2 separate regions of the Mus musculus genome follow, and region 1 is linked to region 2. The links are chromatin contacts, called in public Hi-C maps. All regions are on one chromosome and are shown on one strand. The core of a region is the stretch at or near the end of the contact, and the rest is flanking DNA. Distances in the headings are between cores, read along the strand shown. Region 1 holds the start of Ccdc107 (coiled-coil domain containing 107). Region 2 holds the start of Sigmar1 (sigma non-opioid intracellular receptor 1).

Region 1 (5,836 bases), core at 1,142-3,641, 1.8 Mb after region 2:
TCTCTTCTTTCCCATCCAAGCTGCCTTGGAGCAATCAGACTTTAACAACTCCTGTTGCCCTGCCCTGCCCTGCCCTGTCCTTATGCCCCCCTCTCTGGGAAAACAAGATAAGACTCTCATGGTTTATTCATTTATTTAACACTCGTGTGCCTCATGCCTGGTGATTGCCAAGTCCTGGAGACCGAGATGCAAATGGAACGTGTTTCTTCATTCCGAGAGCTATTGATCTGAAGATGGCCCTCTGAAGATGTAGCAGAGGTAAAAGATAACAGGGAGAGAGGTACATGCTGGCTGCATCTCTAGCAACCCCAGCACTCCAGAGATTATCTCAGAAGGATCTTGGGCTACTGAGACTGTCTCAAACAACACAGCTTAGAGCAGACAATGTAACACCCTGTCTTGGTCTTTTGTTCGTTTTTTTTTTTTTTTTTGTTTTTGTTTTTGTTTTCTTTTCTTTTTTTTTTTTTCCATTTTTTATTAGGTATTTAGCTCATTTACATTTCCAATGCTATACCAAAAGTCCCCCATATCCACCCACCCCCACTCCCCTGCCCACCCACTCCCCCTTTTTGGCCCTGGTGTTCCCCTGTACTGGGGCATATAAAGTTTGCAAGTCCAATGGGCCTCTCTTTCCAGTGATGGCCGACTAGGCCATCTTTTGATATATATGCAGCTAGAGTCAAGAGCTCCGGGGTACTGGTTAGTTCATAATGTTGTTCCACCTATAGGGTTGCAGATCCCTTTAGCTCCTTGGCTACTTTCTCTAGCTCCTCCATTGGGAGCCCTATGATCCATCCATTAGCTGACTGTGAGCATCCACTTCTGTGTTTGCTAGGCCCCGGCATAGTCTCACAAGAGACAGCTACATCTGGGTCCTTTCAATAAAATCTTGCTAGTGTATGCAATGGTGTCAGCGTTTGGATGCTGATTATGGGGTGGATCCCTGGATATGGCAGTCTCTACATGGTCCATCCTTTCATCTCAGCTCCAAACTTTGTCTCTGTAACTCCTTCCATGGGTGTTTTGTTCCCAAATCTAAGGAGGGGCATAGTGTCCACACTTCAGTCTTCATTCCTTTTGTTCGGTTTTGAGAGAGGGTCTCACTATGTAGACCAGGCCTTGAACTCATAGAGATCTGTCTGCTTTTGTCTCCCCACTGCTGGGATTAAAGGAGTGTGGTGCCACATCTGGCAGCTCTGTGAATCTTATGTGCTTGCTACTACATAATCCCAGCATTTGAGAAATGGAAGCAGGAGGGTTAGGAGTTCTAGGCCAGCTCCAGCTACATGAGAATGAAGCCAGCCCAGGTTACATGAGACCCAGAAGGACCTAGTTGTATATTTGCCTTTTGAGTCGCTGTGAACATTCATTCATTAATTTCATTCACTTCCTCAAGTTCCCCTAGCAACAAGTGACTAGGCTCGGACAGTAAAATGGAAAAAAACAAAAAAGCAAAACCCACAGTCTTGCTCTCTTTGGACTAGCAGTCTAAAAAAAGAATTACAGCTATTAAAGAATAAATTAGGAATTCAGATTTGTCTCCGTTTTCTTTCTTCTTTTCTTAGGAAAGGGTGACCTTGATTTCCTAATTAGTACATTCACATCTGGCTCTGAAGGTTGTATAGAAATAAAAGTGGCCGGGCGTGGTGGCGCACGCCTTTAATCCCAGCACTCGGGAGGCAGAGGCAGGAGGATTTCTGAGTTCGAGGCCAGCCTGGTCTACAAAGTGAGTGCCAGGACAGCCAGGGCTACACAGAGAAACCCTGTCAAAAAACCAAAATACAAACAAACAAAAATAAATAAATAAAAGTGTAGCCGCGCTGAGAATGAGCCCCGTGTGGTTGGTGCGAGCCAGGTCGCACTGCCTGCGTCACTATGTGAGCTGACGGATGACGCCCCGCTGCACGCCGCTCAGCTCGCCCCGGAGGGGTCGCTTCTTGGCGGGCTAACAGTGACTTGCGGGGGAAGTCTACGCGCGTGTGCACGCGGCACTCTCTGCCCGTGGTCCGGGGACTTTCCCCTAGGCGAAAGGATAAGGAACATGTCCCTCGTATGTAGCCTAGGAAACAGGCCTTCAGAGCGAGCTGCCTTAGCTTCTAGGCGCGACTAATTTATGACTCTACAACAGGCTTAATTTTTTGGTTATGGTGAGAAAATTGGTCTCTCTAGGTAGAAAAACAATGAGCCATTGTTTTAGGCATGATACTTTATCCTGAAAGATTCTGGAGACATAATTGTTTAAGAAAGCTATAAATAGATAGGTCATTAATTAATGTAGGAACGCTAGGTGGGCGTGGTTTATGCAAATATTGCTTAAACCCATCCTGAGATGGGCGTGGCCGCCTTAAGGGACTCAGCCCCCCCGATGTAGGCGTGGTCTCCTGCGCGTGCGCACTACGGCCGGAGGCCCAGCGCTGGAACGCGGGGTACCCGGCGTGCGATTCTGGTGGGCCAGGCATGGAGGGCGCTGGCCCCGTGTTGAGTATTCTGGGGCTGCTGCTTGTGTCTGCGCCTTTTGGAGTCCTTGGGGAGCGCCCCAGCGCCGATCTGGGGGCACACCCAGGTACCTGCGAGAGCTGCTGGAGGGAGGCTGGGACTGCCTAGTAGAAACTGACCGATGGCTTTAATCCACAGAACGGGGCTCCCAGGTCAGTCCGGGAACCACCGAACCTCGGCGGCAGCCGCCACCCAAGGATCAGCGCGAGCGAGCCCGGGCCGGATCGCTGTCTTTGGGCGCTCTGTACACCGCGGCCGTCGTGGCTTTTGTGCTGTTCAAGTGTTTGCAGGTGCGGTATGGCGGTGGGTTGTGGGAGCCCTGGGCCTTAATCTCCTGGGGCCGCTACAGTACCAAGAACAACCGCTTCCCGGCTACCTGTAAAATGAAGGCTCGTTCCTTGGTTTTTCCACATTATTGGGGCATTCGAGGATCCAGAGAGATAATGGATGTAGGGGGCTGAGAAATTGTAGAAACCGTTACTTTTACTCCTCTCTCCAGTGACGATCGATTTTCAATCTGGAGCTCATCCACTTAGTGTCTGATGTAAGTGGGGTTTTAACCCAACTAGTGTCAGTATGCAAAAAAAGAAGTTGCTGCTGAGGCTCCAACCTTGGCCCAAGGAGTTAATCGCGGCAGCAACAGAGTGTCTAGTGGACCAGACACCAAGCCGTTTCGTGCTCTCCTTAGGAAGGAAACCCTGAAATGTGAACTGACTGTACATTCTGATTACTTTGAAACTGTTGACATGGAAAGTGGAACCTACCACCCAGTGCTTTATCTTCAACTCTGGTCAATTACTTGCACAGGGGAATAGAGGCTGAACTAATTAGTAACATAAAACTAGATGAGATTAAAGAGCCAGGCAGACTTGACAGGCTAGGATGAAGATTGGAGTTTAAAGATAGATTAATAAATTCTACCCAGGCGTAGTGTTAGACGCCTTTAATCCCAGCATTCAGGGGAGACAGAGGCAGGAACAGCTCTTGTGAGTTCGAGACCAGTATTTCTGTCTTATGCATGGAGAAGAATACATAAGCAGTTGAGAAGAGGAGCGGGACCCGTGGAAGAGAGGTAGGCATGGCGGCTGACAGTTTCACGGTGTTATGATAACCCACTTTCCAATTAAAGGTTCTGAAGGAGGCTTGTGCTTTATCTACCTATCAGAGCACTGGGAGAATTGTATCCTAAAAATAAACCATAGGGCACTGCCTTTTAGAGCAAAGAGCACTATATAGACTTTTTGTTGTTGGGTTTTTTGTTTTGTTTTGTTTTAGATTTTTAATCTGTAATGGGATAATGTGAATTGAACAGATTGGAGATTTTTTTTTTCACCAGCAAAGACTGAGGGTACAGGAACTGGTGACACAGTCCTATTATTCCAACTACTATGAGGGAGGATTGTAAGTGCAAGGCCCATCTGGACAATTTAGCAAGACTCTACCTCAAAGGCAGCGAGGTATAGGGATGCTAAATAAGAAGGCTGGGGTAAGAGCAATCTTCCCGTCCCTACTGGAGAGTTTCACATTCCCAGGAGTGCTTTAGCAGTCTGGCCATGTGTGGGCATCCTGACGTTTCACTTCATGTTCTGGGTAAGCAGCTGGACTAGAGACAACTGGGATTCTCTGAGGTGGATGCCCAGAGCTTTCTCTATGGCTCCTCTCTTCACTGGCTCTGAGGTGCTGGGGCCTTTGCTGCAGCCTTGTCTTTATCTGCTTCCACAACAGGGCCCAGATGAGGCTGCTGTTCTCAGAGAGGAAAAAAACAAGAAGAAATCCTCGCAGTCAGGTGGGTTGAGCATTTAGTGGTGGTTTCTGGCGATGGAGTAGATCAGGGGACTGCAGGAGTAACCATGCCCTTTCCCTCACTCCCAGAGCAACAGCTGGTGCAGCTGACACAACAGCTGGCCCAGACGGAGCAGCACCTGAACCACCTGATGACACAGCTGGATCCCCTTTTTGAACAGTGAGAATTTGTGGGGTGGGTGAGGTGGGAGCCAAGGAGACAGACTGGGCAGCCCCCTGAGTGGGTATTTCTACAGGGTGACGACTTTGGTTGGAACCCAGAGGGAACTTCTAGACACAAAACTAAAGACCATCCACCACCTTCTACAAGACTGCCAGCCTGGCACAGGAGTGGAAGTTCCAGAACCAGGTAAAAGGTTGGGAGGTTTCTATGGCTGGAGAGCCATGGCTGTGAAACTAGAGCAAGTTGGTCTCTCCTTCACAGAGGCCAGCATACCCTTTACTGAGGACCTGGGGAAAGAAGACCAAGAAGCTGGAAACAGTCAGGCCTGGGAAGAGCCCATAACCTGGAGCCCAGAAACACGGAACCTAGCTCCTTCCTGGGAGGTGGAGCAGGGGCTGAGGAGAAGGTGGCACAAGACGGTGACAAAGGGTCCAGCAGTAAATGGGGAACAACCACTGAAGGTTTAGTAAAAAGAGTCCCCTCGTACTGGGTGTTCCTCTGTGCTTTTTCCACTCCCTGCTACACACACACACACGGTGCAAAAGCCAAGCACTCTTCCCTTATTAGGAAGAGAGAGACTGCCTTCCAGAATGTGAATGGAGAAGACAGAGAGAGAGCCACAGTTCTGCCCTTGTGTTTCTGAGGCTACCGAGATGCCAGCCATCAAGGCTCAAACTCCATTTTCTCGTGATTTAGACAGGAAGGCTTTTGCAAAAACAACCCTTTATTAAGATCCAGTGGGGAAATAAATTATAGAACATAGGAGGTAGTTCAGGAGGATCTGGAGTTCAAGGCCACCCTGGACTGCATGAAACCTTGTCTCAAGAAAACAAACTATATACAATAGCCAGGTGTGGCAGCACACACCTATAACCCAACACCTGAGAGACTGAGGCAGAAGGAATTCAAATTCATGGTCAGCCTGGGTAAGATCCTTTCTCAAGAATAAATCAGGAAACCATAGGCAATAACAACAAAATGGACTCCTTTTCAAAGCTGCAAATGGGATTAACCGCTGGCCACAGACAGCAGGGGCTTTTCAGGCCCCCCAGTGGCAGGGCGTTAAAGGGACTTGTTCCACTGAGGCTCAATCGAAGTACATTCCCTTTTGTTCGTGGCTCTGCCCTATTCCTGAGTATCCGAGTTCTGGAATTTGTAAGATTCTTCATAGGCACACCCAGCTGCCATGTGTATCCCAGGATAGCTGTGAATATGGCCCCAGCATGTTTGTAGATGACAATGTCATGTTGCAGTGACACTTCTGTGGGTCGAGCTCTTCTGGCTTCTGTGGGAAGAAAACAGTCTGGTCACCGGGTCAGTCCTCAGTCACCCACGGGGTGGGGGAGGGGCTGTGAGGGACGCTGCTCCTTCTCA
Region 2 (5,103 bases), core at 1,541-4,040:
GGGTGTGCACACACACACTAAAGGCTTCTTTTGGAATGGGGTGGCTCCTTGGACCCCGGCTTACTTCTCCAGGTCCTCTCCTTGGGAACTGGCCCTGGGGCACTAGCCAGCTTTCCCATTCTAACCCCAACAAGGGTCTCCGTAGTGGAGGACCTCCCTTCCCTTTAGCATCCTCTACATGCCTCTGCTTTCCCAGCTGAACTGGTTGCCGGGGGGGGGGGGCAGGGAGGACAAGCCAGGGGGGCATTTGCATAGCAGGGGAGTGGAATGGAGATAAGGCATATGGTGAGGAAAGGGATGAAGGGAAGGGCATCATAGCTGCAGGTGAAGGGGACCTCCGAAGGGCAGCTCCTCTTTCCCTTCACCAGAGATTACTACAGGAATGAGGCATCAGAGTGAGGTAGTGTGTAACATCTACCTCAACCCTTGATCCCAGAGCCCTGAATGCCAGCAGGAGGCTCTAGGAAAGCCTGAGTCAGTGAGTCAAGCTTGTGATGTGTGTTCAAACATGACTGGCCCCCTGGAGTATATGTAGAGGACCCTTTCTGGGTGGATGTGAGTGCATGATCTTACAGTACATACAAGTCTTAGCATCTCTGTGTCTCATTTGCTTCCCAAGAGCTGTGTCTGGATGTACAAGTATGTATGTCCTTCCTCATACAGCAGGTACTTAATATCTGCATGGTATACGCTGCTGTCTGAATATGAGTTCCAGCGAGTAGAGAGATGGATGTGGTCCTGCCGCGCTCCTGTCCATCCACAGATCTTCCTTCAGGCCTGGCTGGTCAGGAGTCTTGGCCAAAGAGGTAGGTGGTAAGCTCAAGCCGGAGGCCCCGGGCATAGGCCCGAAGGGTATAGAAGAGTGTGAGGTAGTCCTGGGTGCTGAAGAAAGTGTCGGCTAGTGCAAAGAACAGGGTAGACGGAATAACACCCCGGCCGTACTCCACCATCCACGTGTTTGGTCCCCACTCCAGAGCCGTTGCTTCTCCAGGCCCGTGTACAACTGTCTCTCCTGGGAGACAGACAGGATAAGAAACCTCATGAGGAGCCCAGCTCTGCCCTGGCCTTCCATACTGCATTTGTCTAGCCTATGGGCTATCTATGGAGAGGAGGGGAATGAAAAGACAGTTTCAAGAAAAGAAAAAGTTCTTCTACCCTACTGGCCAAGCTGCTTGATCAGAGGACAAAGACCAAAACACCTAATACCAATGGCATCACCTGGCCCCTGGAAGGCCACCCAACCCAGCTACAGGCTAACGTATAGAATTATGGCATCTGCATTTCCAAGCTGCACTCATATCTGGTGGAAATTCTGTGTGGTTACAGGGCTTGCCAGGCTCTCTGAGAAATGCGCCTGTTCAGTCACAAAGTGTGATGCTTAACCTTACACCAGCAAGCCCACGCCTTTTTTTCTTTTAAACAGATTCAGAGGTACATTAAAAAAACACCACCAGGAGTTTGCTAGCCAGATGGCTCAGCTGTGCCCTGGCTCCTACTCCAGAGGACCCAGGTTCACTTCCCAGCACCCACATGAAGGCTCACAACAGTCTATAACTTCAGTCTCTGGGATCAGATGCCCTCTTCTGGCCTTTAAGGCACCAGGCAGTTAAGGGGTTGGTGTGTGTAAGCAAAACCCAGACGCATAAAAACAAACAATAACAAAAATACAAAAACCCCAAACTGCCACTCTAGTTTAAGGAAACAAATGCCTGTCTTAACTTTTGGGTATAACCCAGATAATTGCTGGGTTAAACAGGCTGATAAAAAAAATCAAGTTCTCTATGACTGGAAACTGCCGTGTTCTGTTTCCCTTAACAGTCGAAAGCATCAGGGTTCCTAGCTCGACCCTAACGAAACACCTGTGGCTTACCAGGGAGGGAAGGAAGGAAATCACTGGTAGGCCTTCTAAACACGCCCTTTCCAAGTCTTATGCCCGTCCCTATCTAGAGGGCGCCCCCTCGGACAGAACTTCCCTACGCACCTGGGTAGAAGACCTCACTTTTCGTGGTGCCCTCTTTCCATTGGTGGAAGGTGCCAGAGATGATGGTGTCAGAAATCTCAGCCCAGTATCGTCCTGATTGACAGTAAAATAGACACCGACCATCAGGGAATCCTTGTCAATACACGGCCCAGCCAAACCTTGGAATGGAGGGCACCGGCCCTCGAACAGTCCCAGCCTCCCAATCCGACCCACCGCCAACACTGACCCGAATGGCCATGGGAGCCCAGGGCGGTGCCGAAGAGCAGCACGTACTCAGACAGCGAGGCGTGCAGAATACACATGGCGCCCATCCAGCCGCCCGCGTTCACAAATACCCACTGCAGCTCCTCATCCGGCAGCACGTGGCCTGGGTGCAGCCTCCGCAGCTCCACGATCAGCCGAGAGAAGGCAAGCTCATGGTCCAGCCCTGGTGCAAAAAGGAGAAGCGCGGGTGAGACCAGCCCGCGGTCTGAGCTTGGCGAGGACCAGCCCTCGGAAAGCGCGGCTCCGCTCCGTGTCGGCCCACCCCACTCTCCGCCCTCACCGGCTCACCCGCATACTGTCGAGCAAGCTGCGCTATTTCTTCTCTAGAGAAGACGAAGTTTTGAGTGCCCAGCCACAACCAGGCGGCCTGGATCAGCACTGCGATAATAGTCAGAATCAGGGTGATCCATGCCCACCGCCGTCCCGCGGCCCACGGCATTCTAGCGGGCAGCCTGGCACCACCAACGTAAGACCGAACTAGGGCCACAGGCTGTGGGTTCACGACTCAAAAGCCGCTGCCTACGGTCGCCCCCGCCACCGTGGTACGGCTCGCCGGGGCCAATCGGAACGTCCGGGTCACCTAGCACCGCCTCTGGATTGAACCATTTTCTAGAGGGGAGAGCGTAGGGTTTAGTGGCTTGGTCTGCAAGAGAGGTGAGAGGCGGGGCCTCGCCTCCTGGCTGCCACCCTGTTGGGTTCAATCTTGGTGTCCCCAAGCGGGGAGACCCAGAATGGATTGGCCCACCTGAGCTAGCGAGCCCAGAAGTAGAGCTTTCTAGGTCTGCTAGCACAGAAGCAGGTTGAAGATAGTGCCACTGGGAACCTTAGGAAAGAAGCGGTGATATCTGAAGTGTCCATGAGAGAGAGAGAGAGTCAATGGGAACTATTCCAGGAGTCAAAGAGCAGAGGAGTGTGAGACAGCATACATGCATTTATGTATATATGTATGTGTACATATATTTGTAATATTTTAGACAACTTTAGCTAGCCTATAGACTAGGATAGCCTCGATCGATGCCTCTCCAATACTGGGATCAGGGGCGCGCACCACCATGCATGTTTAGCTTAGTGTTTTCTCCGATCCTATGATTCATTCTATGTTCTGAAGCACAAAAGTGTGAAAGACCTTGAAAACCAATAGATTTGTCCACTGGGGAGCTATGGGATTCGATGTTGACACAGAATGATTCTGGGCTAAATAGAGGAGGGGAGCAAAATTGGACTAAGATCTAAGACAGAGAGCCCATATGTGTCAGCATTTAAGAGTATGCATTGATAGCTTTATCTGTAACATAGACTAAATTAAAAAGTATCTGCTTCGTAGCCCATACCTTCATTATGATTAACATTAAATGAATTAATTTTTTAAAGTAATTAGTGCCTGGCACATGGTTAGGATTATACATGTTAGTTAGAAAAAGACAATGTAAGACATGTATTGCTTGTAATTCTAGAACGTGGGAAGGCACCAAGATCAGTTCAAGGTCACCATAGCAAAAGTCAGCAGAGGCCTCAGGAAACCATGTCTAAAGCAACAACAAGAACAACAGCCAAACCCATAAAGGAGCTAGAACACAAAGAACTGATGGAATGAAATCCATCAGGCAAATATAAGGGAGGGGTTCACGAAACATGGGGAATGGCTTTTCATGGCATTTTTATGTGGCAGAGACATTTCTTTTTGCTTTTTTTTTTGGTTGTTTTGTTTTGTTTTGTTTTGTTTTGTTTTGAGACAGGGTTTCTCTGTATAGCCCTGGCTGTCCTGGAACTCACTTTGTAGACCAGGCTGGCCTTGAACTCAGAAATCTGCCTGCTTCTGCCTTCTGAGTGCTGGGATTAAAGGTGTGCGCCACCATGCCCGGCTTTCCTTTTGCTCTTGAGCGACCAAAATACATTCTATAATCTCTGTATATGGGGCCATGTACCAGGTGGTTTTATTCCAGATAATAAAATGGAAACAGAAATGCTGTAAGACATTTTCAGGTCTAGTTTCTAAAAATATGTGAAATCTTGAGGCTGGAGAGATGCCTCCGTGGTTAACAGCACTAGCTGCTCTTCTGCTTTTCCAGAGGATCTTGATTTGATTCATAGCATGCATATGGTGGCTCACAACTGTTTGTAGCTCAGTTCCAGTAGATTTGACTCCTTCTAGCCTCTGTGGGAATTGTACCCACATGATATACTGGCATACATGCAGGCAAAACACCAATACATATATTTAAAAAAAAAAGAAATTCTGTCCTCTCTCTTTTCACCTTTGCCAATTTCAGAAGACTTATTGTTGTGTGACAAAATGTTTCCTGAGGAAACACAACACACTTCAGATAGGGAGCCTATGACAATTGAAAGTACAGATACCACCAAAATCCAATTTGGTGAACTAATGAGTTTTATTGGGGTTACTTGCTGGACTGTGGGTGAGGAGTTACTTGCAGGAACAGAAATCAGAGTCAAAGACAGCTGCATCACCAAAGCCCAGCCCAGCATGGGTGACAGCTCACAAAACCTGGAAGCAGCCTGAAGGCTCTACAGGTTGTAGTGTCCTTTTCAAGAGACTCTAGTCTAAACCTCTCCCAAGCAGCTTGACTAGTCTGTTTCTTCAGGACTAGTCTGGTCTCAAGATACTTTTTTGCAGCTTGGCTTCACTTTGTCTAAATGGGACTCTCAGCATTTATTGCTTACTATAGCAGGGAGGAGTCTAGTAAATTTGGTCAGTTTCAGGGACTTCCTGAAGCTGTTTTGAGTTGGTTTCCATCCTGCTAAAGGAATTCTTGCAGGATGGATTTTAATACTACAAGTATAATATAGTGGTTCTTCTTGGTCATCAACTTGACTACATCTGAAACTCAAAAAACACC

Evidence for each region. Hi-C and Micro-C count contacts between places; a contact is called where the count stands out from the background.
Region 1: a contact with region 2 is called in a Hi-C map of B cells, with 6 read pairs. The contact joins the promoter of Ccdc107 here to the promoter of Sigmar1 in region 2. A contact is called at or near these places in 1 of 39 promoter capture datasets (liver), 1 of 484 Hi-C or Micro-C datasets (B cells) and 1 of 115 datasets of contacts at active chromatin or transcription factors (astrocytes).

What each region holds. Positions count from the first base shown.
Region 1 is chr4:43,490,974-43,496,809 of GRCm38.p6, forward strand. Ccdc107 (coiled-coil domain containing 107) reads left to right here and starts at 2,392. Exons shown (of 6, transcript NM_001037913.2): 1 at 2,392-2,563; 2 at 2,635-2,786; 3 at 4,222-4,282; 4 at 4,369-4,459; 5 at 4,536-4,648; 6 at 4,724-4,948. The coding sequence starts at 2,458. The coding sequence ends at 4,929. Arhgef39 (Rho guanine nucleotide exchange factor (GEF) 39) reads right to left here. Exons shown (of 12, transcript NM_001013377.3): 12 at 5,169-5,747. The coding sequence ends at 5,705. It also overlaps Rmrp.
Region 2 is chr4:41,738,569-41,743,671 of GRCm38.p6, forward strand. Sigmar1 (sigma non-opioid intracellular receptor 1) reads right to left here and starts at 2,791. Exons shown (of 4, transcript NM_011014.3): 1 at 2,534-2,791; 2 at 2,208-2,408; 3 at 1,982-2,074; 4 at 1-1,012. The coding sequence starts at 2,684. The coding sequence ends at 786. Gm42274 (predicted gene, 42274) reads right to left here. Exons shown (of 2, transcript NR_155499.1): 2 at 4,620-5,103.